2 separate regions of the Sus scrofa genome follow, and region 1 is linked to region 2. Evidence: chromatin contacts called from public promoter capture Hi-C data. All regions are on one chromosome and are shown on one strand. The core of a region is the stretch at or near the end of the contact, and the rest is flanking DNA. Distances in the headings are between cores, read along the strand shown. Region 1 holds the start of WDR75 (WD repeat-containing protein 75). Region 2 holds the start of GULP1 (PTB domain-containing engulfment adapter protein 1).

Region 1 (5,033 bases), core at 977-3,476, 990 kb after region 2:
AGTATGTGTCAGCAGGGAAATCTAATCACTTGTAATGGAAAAAAAAAAAAGAATGTGTATAACTGGGTCACTTTGCTGTACAGCAGAAATTGACAGAACATTGTAAATCAACTACAATAAAATTTTTTAAATAAAGTATGTGCTAGGAAAAATCAATATTGCCATGAATTTAAAGAGGATTCTGTTGAGGACTCAGAAAGACAAGAGGAACGCTGAAGAGAAACAGGGACCTGTCACGCATGCTCAGCTCTCAACAAAGGAGTGCAACTTTCCTTGCTCTCTTCTATAAAATGCCTAGGGAAGCCTCTGACAGTGCTAACAGCAGGAGCAGAGAATATCTATAGCCACCTCCTATCACCCTCAATATCCTATTCTTTCCAGTCCTTCAAACACTTTAGAAAATGTTGCTTTTTTTGTGTCTGTGGGCCAATCAACAAAGATTGATATATGATATTCAAATACCAGTATATGAAAGGAAATAATAGACTTAAGAAGCAGAGTTCATTACACTTAGCAATTCTTGAAAATGTGACTCTAAATTTTAAACCATCGACTGCCGACCCTTGCTATCTTTCAATTGCTCACTGATGCAATCTTTATAGACAACTTCGTTTGCTTTACACCACTTCCTCAGTCCTTTTCCCTCCGGATTTCTTCTTAAGAATTTATACTCTCTTATAATACTTCCTCTCCTTATGGATTTTCCCAAAACATCAGACTAAAAATCTAAGTTACATAGTTCCCTATTTTGGCTGCTGTTAGTTATTCCTCTTGGTTTTCCCAGTAACACGTCTCTATTCCACAGAACATTCTCTCAAAATAAAAAATGCAGATATTCTTCAACCCCACAGCTTTTCTAGGAATCCCTCATACAGCAATAGTGTCATAAATCTGTGCCCTGTATCACTATTTGCCACTTTTTGAAAAAATGGAAATGACTATCCACCTTTGAGAGAATGACTTAATTGTGGCATATTTACTCGATGAATGCTATGCAGTCATTAAGAAAAAGAGATAAAAATCTGTATACAATGCAGTGAAAGCATTATAGAGGGGGAAAAGGGATACATGGTGCCTTACATTCAAGAATAATGTTAAGGTGTATATACGCTTAGAAAAACATCAGGAAACATACACGCCAAACCTTTAATGGTTAAGAGATATTCATGGGGTGTAGGATGGACCAAGACCATTCTACTTCTGCACTGAATTATTTTATATCAAATTTGTATTAACGTTGCATTTTAAAAATACTGTTTTTTAACGTGCACTACCTTAACAAACACATATTCATTAGGTTAAGCCTAAACCGCCTCGGAAACTGGCCTTTCATATTACTGTTTTATTTTCTTCAGCACACAAATTGTGATTGTCACATTAAACATTTTTATTGTCTCTCTCTCCCATTGAAGGTAATAAGGCAGGGATCACATTTGTCTTGCACTGTGTCTCACATGTAGAAGGTTCTCAATAATTATTTGCCTCCAGAAAGACTAAGGAGATCCACGTACAAGGCAGATCTCCTGTTCCTGTTAAGGTGACGCTGACAGTGGCTCTTCACCTTTAGGAGTGGTAGGGAGCCAGTACAGAGGGCATTGGTAAATGTTTAAATTAATGAATGAAAATGAGCACCCCTTAATATACAGGAACAACAAAAATGATACACATACGTTTATAAAAAAGAAACGGATGTGGAGACATTAACTTTCTCAGCATTCAGGGCTTCGGAAGCTAAAACCACGGAATTTGGCCAGGATAGAGTGGAATGTCAGATCGGCCGACCGGGGAGAAAAATAAGAACCAGAATCCCGGAGGAGCTAGATGTCCAAAGGAAAAGGCAAGGCTCTGCAGCTGCGAAGATTCTGTAGGAACGTGAGCTACGCTTAGAGGAATAGGGCAAAGAGACTGCTAATGAGAGAAACAAACAACTGTAGAGAATTCTACCTCCCCACCCAAGAACTCAACCGTGAGACCAAGAAAGCTTTTGGCTCACAAGGCAGGCGTCATCACGAAGCGCCCGATTCAGAAAAAGGGGAAGCTCGGCGAGGATGGGAAAGGACCGGTGGTCACGTGACACAGTTTGGTTCACCTTTCCCTTTCAGCGGAAGAAGCTATAGTCAGACTGATAAATCCAGAGAGAAAGTTATCTGTACTAAATAAAATTTTAGGAGAATCTAACATAAATGCATTGCGTCTTTGACTACATTTCACTTTTACCTTTCTTCACAGGCGTCCTAATGAGCGGTTGCCCAAACGAAAGATGGCCCTGCAGGCGCAGGGTCTTACCATAAAGAGTTACCATAGAGACTGAGGCCTAGAAGAGCCCCGAGTGGGAGTCTGTAGGCGGGACAAACGCCCTGTCAACCGGCTTCCGTCCAGGAAGCTCGGGGCGGGGCCTGCGCTTGCGCGAAGATGGTGGCAGAAGAGAGTCTCCGCGTGGTTCGCTGTGGCGGCAGCGAATTGAACTTCAGGAGAGCGGTGTTCTCTGCGGATTCTAAGTATGGGTGCGCCGCGCTTTGCCGCCAGGCTGAGGGGCGTTGAGTCCACCACCTGGGAGCGGGGGGGAGAGGAAGAACTATCCGGCGCGTCCGGGCTGGCGGTTCTGGTCTCGGGAAGGGGCGCGCCCGGAGCACTCCAGGCCCCAGGAGGAGCCGGTAGCTGTTAAGAGGAATGAGATACCTGTTAGTCCAGTGGCACTGCAGACTGGGGCGCGCGCGCTTCTCCCTCTCCAGATCTGCAGGTAAATTGAGGGGCCCCCGGGAGCGGACCCACGTGTCTAGAATCGGCTGGTCGTTGGGGCGGCTGGAAAATGATCCAGGTACAAAATATGTATGCCGCTGTTCTTGCAGTACCATGAGTATCCCTTTTTGGGACCGAATCATGATTTGGAATTCCTGAACGATTAATTATTGGGAGTTCTCCACATATCCTACCCCCTAAAAAACCATTCTGGTCACCTTTTTGGAGCTTTGCGTGGAAAATATTAGATTCTGTGTGGGATAAAAGCATGTTTAAGCCCTGGTCCCCTTCATCAGGAGTTCAGTGTAGCTGGATGCTAAACTAGCGGGTTCGAAACCCGGTTCATCTATTCTGTGCCTCTGCAGGTTCTTAATCTCTGCCTCAGTTGCCTCTATAAAACGGGAGTATTTGGTAATCCATCTCATAAGGTTGTTGAGAGGATTAAGTGCCTAAATACTTAGCGCATCGAACAGTGCCTGGCACTTAATGGTTCAATGTAAGTCAGCTGTCATTATTATTACTGCTGTATTGTCAGCGTCATCTATAAGTGACAAAATGAGATTTTCAGTCAGTGATGGATAATTAAAACCCTTTCTATTTTAGAAAAGTAGAGATAGTGGTCTGTGAAGGTTTGTATGGCCACAATATCTTGTTTATGGGTCTTTAGCAGATAGCTACTGAATGCATGCATGAGTGACTGAAGGAGCTTTCATAAATTAGCTTAGTGGCCAAAAAAAAGGAATCCCTGGTCTTTACAATAAAGAGGGCTTCGTTGATACTTGTGAATCAAAGAAAGAAACTGAAGCTTCAAGAGATTGCTAGAGTTCTACCACTTTGAACTTATATCCAGTTTCTTCCTCCAGTGTACTGTTTTCTACACCTTATTCATTATATTGGGATCTATTGTATCTCATTTGCTAAGGTCTACAGTTTGTTTTTAAGTATTTATCAGCTACATAATTTAAAAAAAAGCTGAGGTGACAAAAGTAAAATAAGTCCACTATTGATCCTACCTTACAGAGCTTTCAGTCTAGTGAGGAAAAGAAAATACTCAGATGTTTCATACATTGTGGCACTTTGAGAGCCCATGAGAAACAGCACTTCAAACTAGAAGGATGGAGCAGGTTGATGAGAAAGTAATATCTAGGCTAGATGTAGGCAGGTGTGTGGTATTTGACTAGGGGATATGCATGGAAGGCATTCCAGATACACGGACAGTATAAACAAAGAGCTAAGATACTGTTAGTAGGCATGGTATATGAAGAAGGTTAGTGGGAAAAAAGATTGGAAAAGGAACATAGAGTCAGTTCTTTGTTGTTGTTTGGTCCGAAGAGAGCATTTTTTAATAAGGTGTTGGGGGAGGAGGGTAATATGACTGTGTTTCCTCAAGAATATTAATCTGAAAACTGTGTAAAACTATATAATACGCAGTGAAAGATGAGAGGCGGGTAGGCTAATATATTTAAAGGTACAGTGATGGCATAGAAGGCATTACACAGTGAAGTTTCCCTCACGCTGCAGGATCTTTAAAAATTAACAGGAGTTTGCCCCTTCCATGGTATTGGAGGAGGGCATCATGCGAAGTGAGCAACTTGAAATTGGGGTTGGGGGAGGGTTGTCATGTGTGTAAGGTCTGTATACTTATAGCATACAGTAAAGGGAAGTGATGAGAGAAAAGTCTAGATGATTATAGACCAAGGCTTATAAGGCTAATGCAGGCATCTGAGCAAGAAATGGCTTTGCCCAGAACTAAGATAATATTGAAGATGAAGAAAAAAGACAGAGTTTTGGAGTAATTTAACAATCAGGATTAACAAGAAGTTGTTGGATTCATACTGGGCCTGTAGACTTTAAAGTACCTGTAAAATCACCAGGTAAACATAGCAGGTGTTAGGTAGCAGTCTGATAGGGAAGGCCTGTATGTGGAAAGTGCTGTTACAGAGCTAAGTCCCTCACATGTGACTGGCACTGATCTGGAATGAGAAGATGAGGGAAGGCTTCCAGTGGAAAGAACCCTGAGCTGAATCTTCAAGTAGTAGCCAGAAAGAAAGGGTTCCTAAATAAAGGCAGAATGTGCAAAGGCATGGTGAGTATTGAGGGGTGGGAGTGGGGGGTTGCATTCAGGCAAAGTCATTATTCTCTGCCAAGGAGTAAGGAAGTTACTTTCCTCTGAGGTAGCCTTAATTAGGGGGAGTTTTCTTGGCAAACACTACCCTCACCCACCACCATCTCCATAAAGCACTGCCTAAAAGATCTGTTAATGCTAATGGGTGGGAGTGAGGGTGTTGTTGTGG
Region 2 (4,519 bases), core at 1,700-4,199:
CCACTCTTGGGCATCTATCCGGACAAAACTTTACTTAAAAGAGACACATGCACCTGCATGTTCATTGCAGCACTATTCACAATAGCCAGGACATGGAAACAACCCAAATGTCCATCGACAGATGATTGGATTCGGAAGAAGTGGTATATATACACAATGGAATACTACTCAGCCATAAAAAAGAATGACATAATGCCATTTGCAGCAACATGGATGGAACTAGAGAATCTCATACCAAGTGAAATGAGCCAGAAAGACAAAGACAAATACCATATGGTATCACTTATAACTGGAATCTAATATCCAGCACAAATGACCATCTCCTCAGAAAAGAAAATCATGGACTTGGAGAAAAAAGACTTGTGGCTGCCTGATGAGAGGGGGAGGGAGTGGGAGGGATCGGGAGCTTGGGTTTATCAGACACAACTTAGAATAGATTTACAAGGAGATCCTGCTGAGTAGCATTGAGAACTTTGTCTAGATACTCATGTTGCAACAAAACAAAGGGTGGGGGAAAAAATGTAATTGTAATGTATACATGTAAGGATAACTTGATCCCCTTGCTGTACAGTGGGAAAATAAAAAAATAAAAAAAAAAAAAGAAATACACCCCTTTTCAATTCACATGACTGAGATTTTGAATTCCATCTTGTGTTTTATTTCCTTTTAGAAAAATTTTCAAATACTTTAACTGATTGCTTTGCAGTAATACGGCTAAACAACCAGTACATGAGTATGTTTTTGTAATAATCAGCAACAAAATTGTTATTCTCACCATAAATAACAGATCTGTCTTAGTCAAAGTTCTTTTAGTTCAAGTAAGAGTAACTTGAAACTGGCTTGAGCCAGAAAATTAATTTTAAAATATTGGGAGGCTGCTGAGTCTCTATCAGGGTCCATATATTCCTATGATGACTGGGAAGGCTTTTCAAACGGAAATCTGAGTATTTGCTATGGGGAGAATTAGGCATATTGGTAGTATTCTGCCAGAACCCCTGCAGCCCTTCTCCTTGGCATCTCCCTTCTTCAGTTCCAGGGGCATGCTATAGATCTGATTTTAAATCTTGTTTTATTTGATTTTAGTGTTTTTAAAAACTTGTTTCTGACATCCTTGAGGTTTTTATACCTCTAAGCCATTTCATAAAGCAGTGCATATCGAAAGTCAGGTTCTAAGAATTACAGAGCAATAGCAAATTTGGAGATTCTAAACACTGGGAGGAAATATAAAAATGAGTAATCTTTAGCCTTGTATGTCATGACTGGAAAAAGAGAGTTATAGGGATCCATGCTTCCCCATTCTTACATCTATGATGGATATACTATGTAAATTAACTATATAAATAAATAGTTATATAAACTATTATTTATATAATAGTCTAAATTTATTTTATATTTATACTATATAAATTATAATTTTTTCTCTTTTTGGCAACTTCCAAAATTTCAAATATTGTGTTAAAAGAACACAGAGATGTTTATAATTATATAATGGAAGCATGGGTTTGATCAGCTGGTCAACTTCCTTATTCATATTGGGCTATCTCTTGATTTATTTTTATAATCATTTTGATATTAAGTAAGCATCATTTTTTAGTGATTGAATATTGTTATTTACAGAAAAAGCAACCAACATTGTCCTATGATTCATGTTTTCAGTGGAGTCATTTTACTGTGTGCTTGGCTGTTGTAATAAAGTAGGAAGCATACTGAAAAGATAATAATGCCCACATATGAAGAGGCCTAATTTCTGGCCCTATTTGGCGTGTCCCAACAATGAGATTTGGGGAAAGTCAATTAAGATTATTGGACTTCAGTTGCCTTGTATTTAAATTAAGAGAGTTTGGCTAGAATTAGCTAATCCCTAAATTTAGTTTAGTTTTGTCTTTGTAGGGCCATACCTGCAACTGTTCCCAAGTTAGGGGTCGAATGGCAGCTGCAGCTGCTGGCCTACCCCACAGCAACATGGGATCCGAGCTGTATCTGTGACCCATACCACAGCTCACAGCAAAGTCGGATCCTTAACCCACTGAGCGAGGCCAGGGATCGAACCTGCTTTCTCATGGATACTAGTCAGATTTGTTTCTGCTGAGCCACTACAGGAACTCCTAAACTTAGTTTTCATTTCAAAAATTGTGATTTTACATTTTTAAAGCATTTGGGAGAAGAAAACTGATTCAATTAAAGTCTTTGGGGGAAATTTCTAGTACTATCTTCTAGTTACAAATATAGTGTGACATAAGAACCAAATATTTATTGACTACTTTCTCCATGCCTGATGCTATTCTAACTCCTGTAAATGTGATCTTGACTCTATGAGTTCTCTTACACAGTTTCTTTGGCAGCTGTAATTGTGACCAGTGACCTAGGGTAGAGAATAAGTGTGTAGTCTTGAAAGGAATATGACCAGTCTGATTCTAAGCCCCAGATTCCACTGTAACACAATATATTTAAGTCTTGCAAAATGCTTCCCCCCCTCTCCATCTATTTTCACATTCAAATTAAAAATTTAGTAAACTAAATTCTGAGCAATGTCTAGAAAAACTTTAGTAAAGTTCCACTTGTTCTCAAAGAATCACTTAAACGAGGATACTACTCCTTGTCCTTCTTCCCACATAGAAGTTAATCGTGTCAGTGAGAACATTTGCTGTGTTTTCCCTTGAACCTGTAGAAGTCCTGAGTTCTGAGGTTAATATCTGAAAGGAGCAAAGGAGCATTATCTGGTGGTGTTGGCAGTTTTCTTTCTTTCCCTTCCTTTCTTTTTTATTTTTAAGGCATAACAAAGTGCAGAGATTCGATCTGAATTTTTTAAAAATGAGGAAAAATAGAGAAAAAGTGTAGAGGTGCAGTCAGAGCCACAGCAAACACTGTATCCACGCTTTCTTGATAAAGGCTGTAAAGAAGGCGTGTTCTACTCAAATTCGTGTGTCTGCTTCTTTTGACACTCTTTCCGCCGTTGTTAAGCAGCACAAGTGTTTTAAGATTGTGTTCGGAAACACATAGAGATAAGGGAAGGCAAATAATCCCCATTCAGTGCTTCAGGCAGGAGGTTCGAAAGGAAACGCGGCGGGGGACGAGGGCTGGGGGTGGGAGAGGAGCTGCATTTTTGCTTCTGTGCCGGCTAAGAAGCCAGCAAGGTAAGGCTTCCCTTCTCCAGTCGGGTTTCTCTCGCATTCCATTCTCCCCCATGGGTCCTGCGTGCAGACGACACATAGCTCAGTGGGCGCACAGGAGGCGAGCATTAGAGATTAAAGAAAGTCAGCGAGATTGAACACGGGCGTCCCGTTTGGAAGTGTCCAAGGAGACCAGCCGAGACTGGGAGCGTTTCCTTCTGGCCGAGAGGGGGAGCCCCGCGTTCCCAGCCTGGAGCGACCCGGAGTCCCGAGCCTCGAGCCCCAGCCGCCAGCCAGCGCGTTTTGGCTCCAGCCGCTAAGGAAGAGGAGGGAGGGGGCAGAGAATGCGTAGAGGGAGGGGACCGGAGCCGGAGGGTCCCGAGTCCAGCACGGTGTTGACGTAGAGAAACTTTCCCTCTCGGCCGCGGAAACGGCGCCCCGGCTGTGCTGGAGCGGAGATCGCCAGGTTCCGAGGACGCCGCGGCTCTCCACGCCCCTGCCCGGAGCCTGACCCGACTGCATCAGTCAGTAAGGTACGGAGAGACGCCGTTTATCCTGGGGCTTCGCTGGCTGCAAACCCCAGCGTCCCGCCAGGTAGCGTTCAGTCCCTTTTAAGTCGACATCCTGAGAAACGGCGGGCCGGTGGTCAGCCCCGGCCGGGTGCAGGGGAAGGAGGGCGCGGGGCTGTGAGCCGCCGCTGCTGCCGCTGGGCAGGTTGCAAAGATTGGGACAGTGAAAGGCTTTGGGAGACGTCCGGCAAGGAAGGAGAATAAGACCTGTTGACGACCGCTGTGGCAGTGCTTCAGGGATGACGAGGAGTCAGTCTCACGAGGTCGGGGACGCAGTGTTCTCCCGACTCCTGGAGCCCTTTGTGGTAACTTTGGTCCGGGTGACCGGGGCCGGCGGGCGGGAGCTGGAGGGAGCCGAGGGTCGACTGTGGTCAGTACGGCTGCGGGGGTAGGGACCAGACGCGACTGAGCAAGCAAGTCTTCGCCGGGTCACAGCGGGGCGACCCAGGAGCTAAACTTCTTTAGCTTAACCTCCCTTTTGTTGGCCGCGGGAGGGAGTGTGAGCAGGGGGGGCGGGGAGGCGCGAAGCTCCGAGGCCCGGCCGCGGATTCTTTAAAGCCCAGGCTGGGAGGGCCCAAACTCAGGGGCCGCGCCCACAGGGTTACCCTTTGGCTGGGTGGGTCAAGTATTTCTTTCTGGTGGGCGCTACTTAGAGGGGCGCGTGGCGCTGCGCGGTATTGAGACCCTGGGTTCTCGCTGGGGTCCACCACCCTGTGGGCTGAATCACTGCACGGATCAGAACCCAAAGAGATCGGTTCTTCCCTGAGGCTCCTGGGGCCGCCTCTCAGACTTCCCTGTGTGCGGGAGGGAACTCTGGGCAGGCTGGTTTTCTTGGAATGT

Evidence for each region. Promoter capture Hi-C pulls out the DNA fragments that hold promoters and counts their contacts.
Region 1: a contact with region 2 is called in a promoter capture Hi-C map of fetal skeletal muscle, with 3 times the contacts expected there. The contact joins the promoter of WDR75 here to the promoter of GULP1 in region 2. A contact is called at or near these places in 1 of 5 promoter capture datasets (fetal skeletal muscle) and 1 of 2 datasets of contacts at active chromatin or transcription factors (skeletal muscle).

What each region holds. Positions count from the first base shown.
Region 1 is chr15:93,978,828-93,983,860 of Sscrofa11.1, forward strand. It overlaps WDR75 (WD repeat-containing protein 75), which reads left to right and starts at 2,227. Exons shown (of 21, transcript XM_003133536.4): 1 at 2,227-2,498. The coding sequence starts at 2,413. It also overlaps a transcript of COL5A2 not described here.
Region 2 is chr15:92,985,145-92,989,663 of Sscrofa11.1, forward strand. GULP1 (PTB domain-containing engulfment adapter protein 1) reads left to right here and starts at 2,950. Exons shown (of 12, transcript XM_021075382.1): 1 at 2,950-3,643.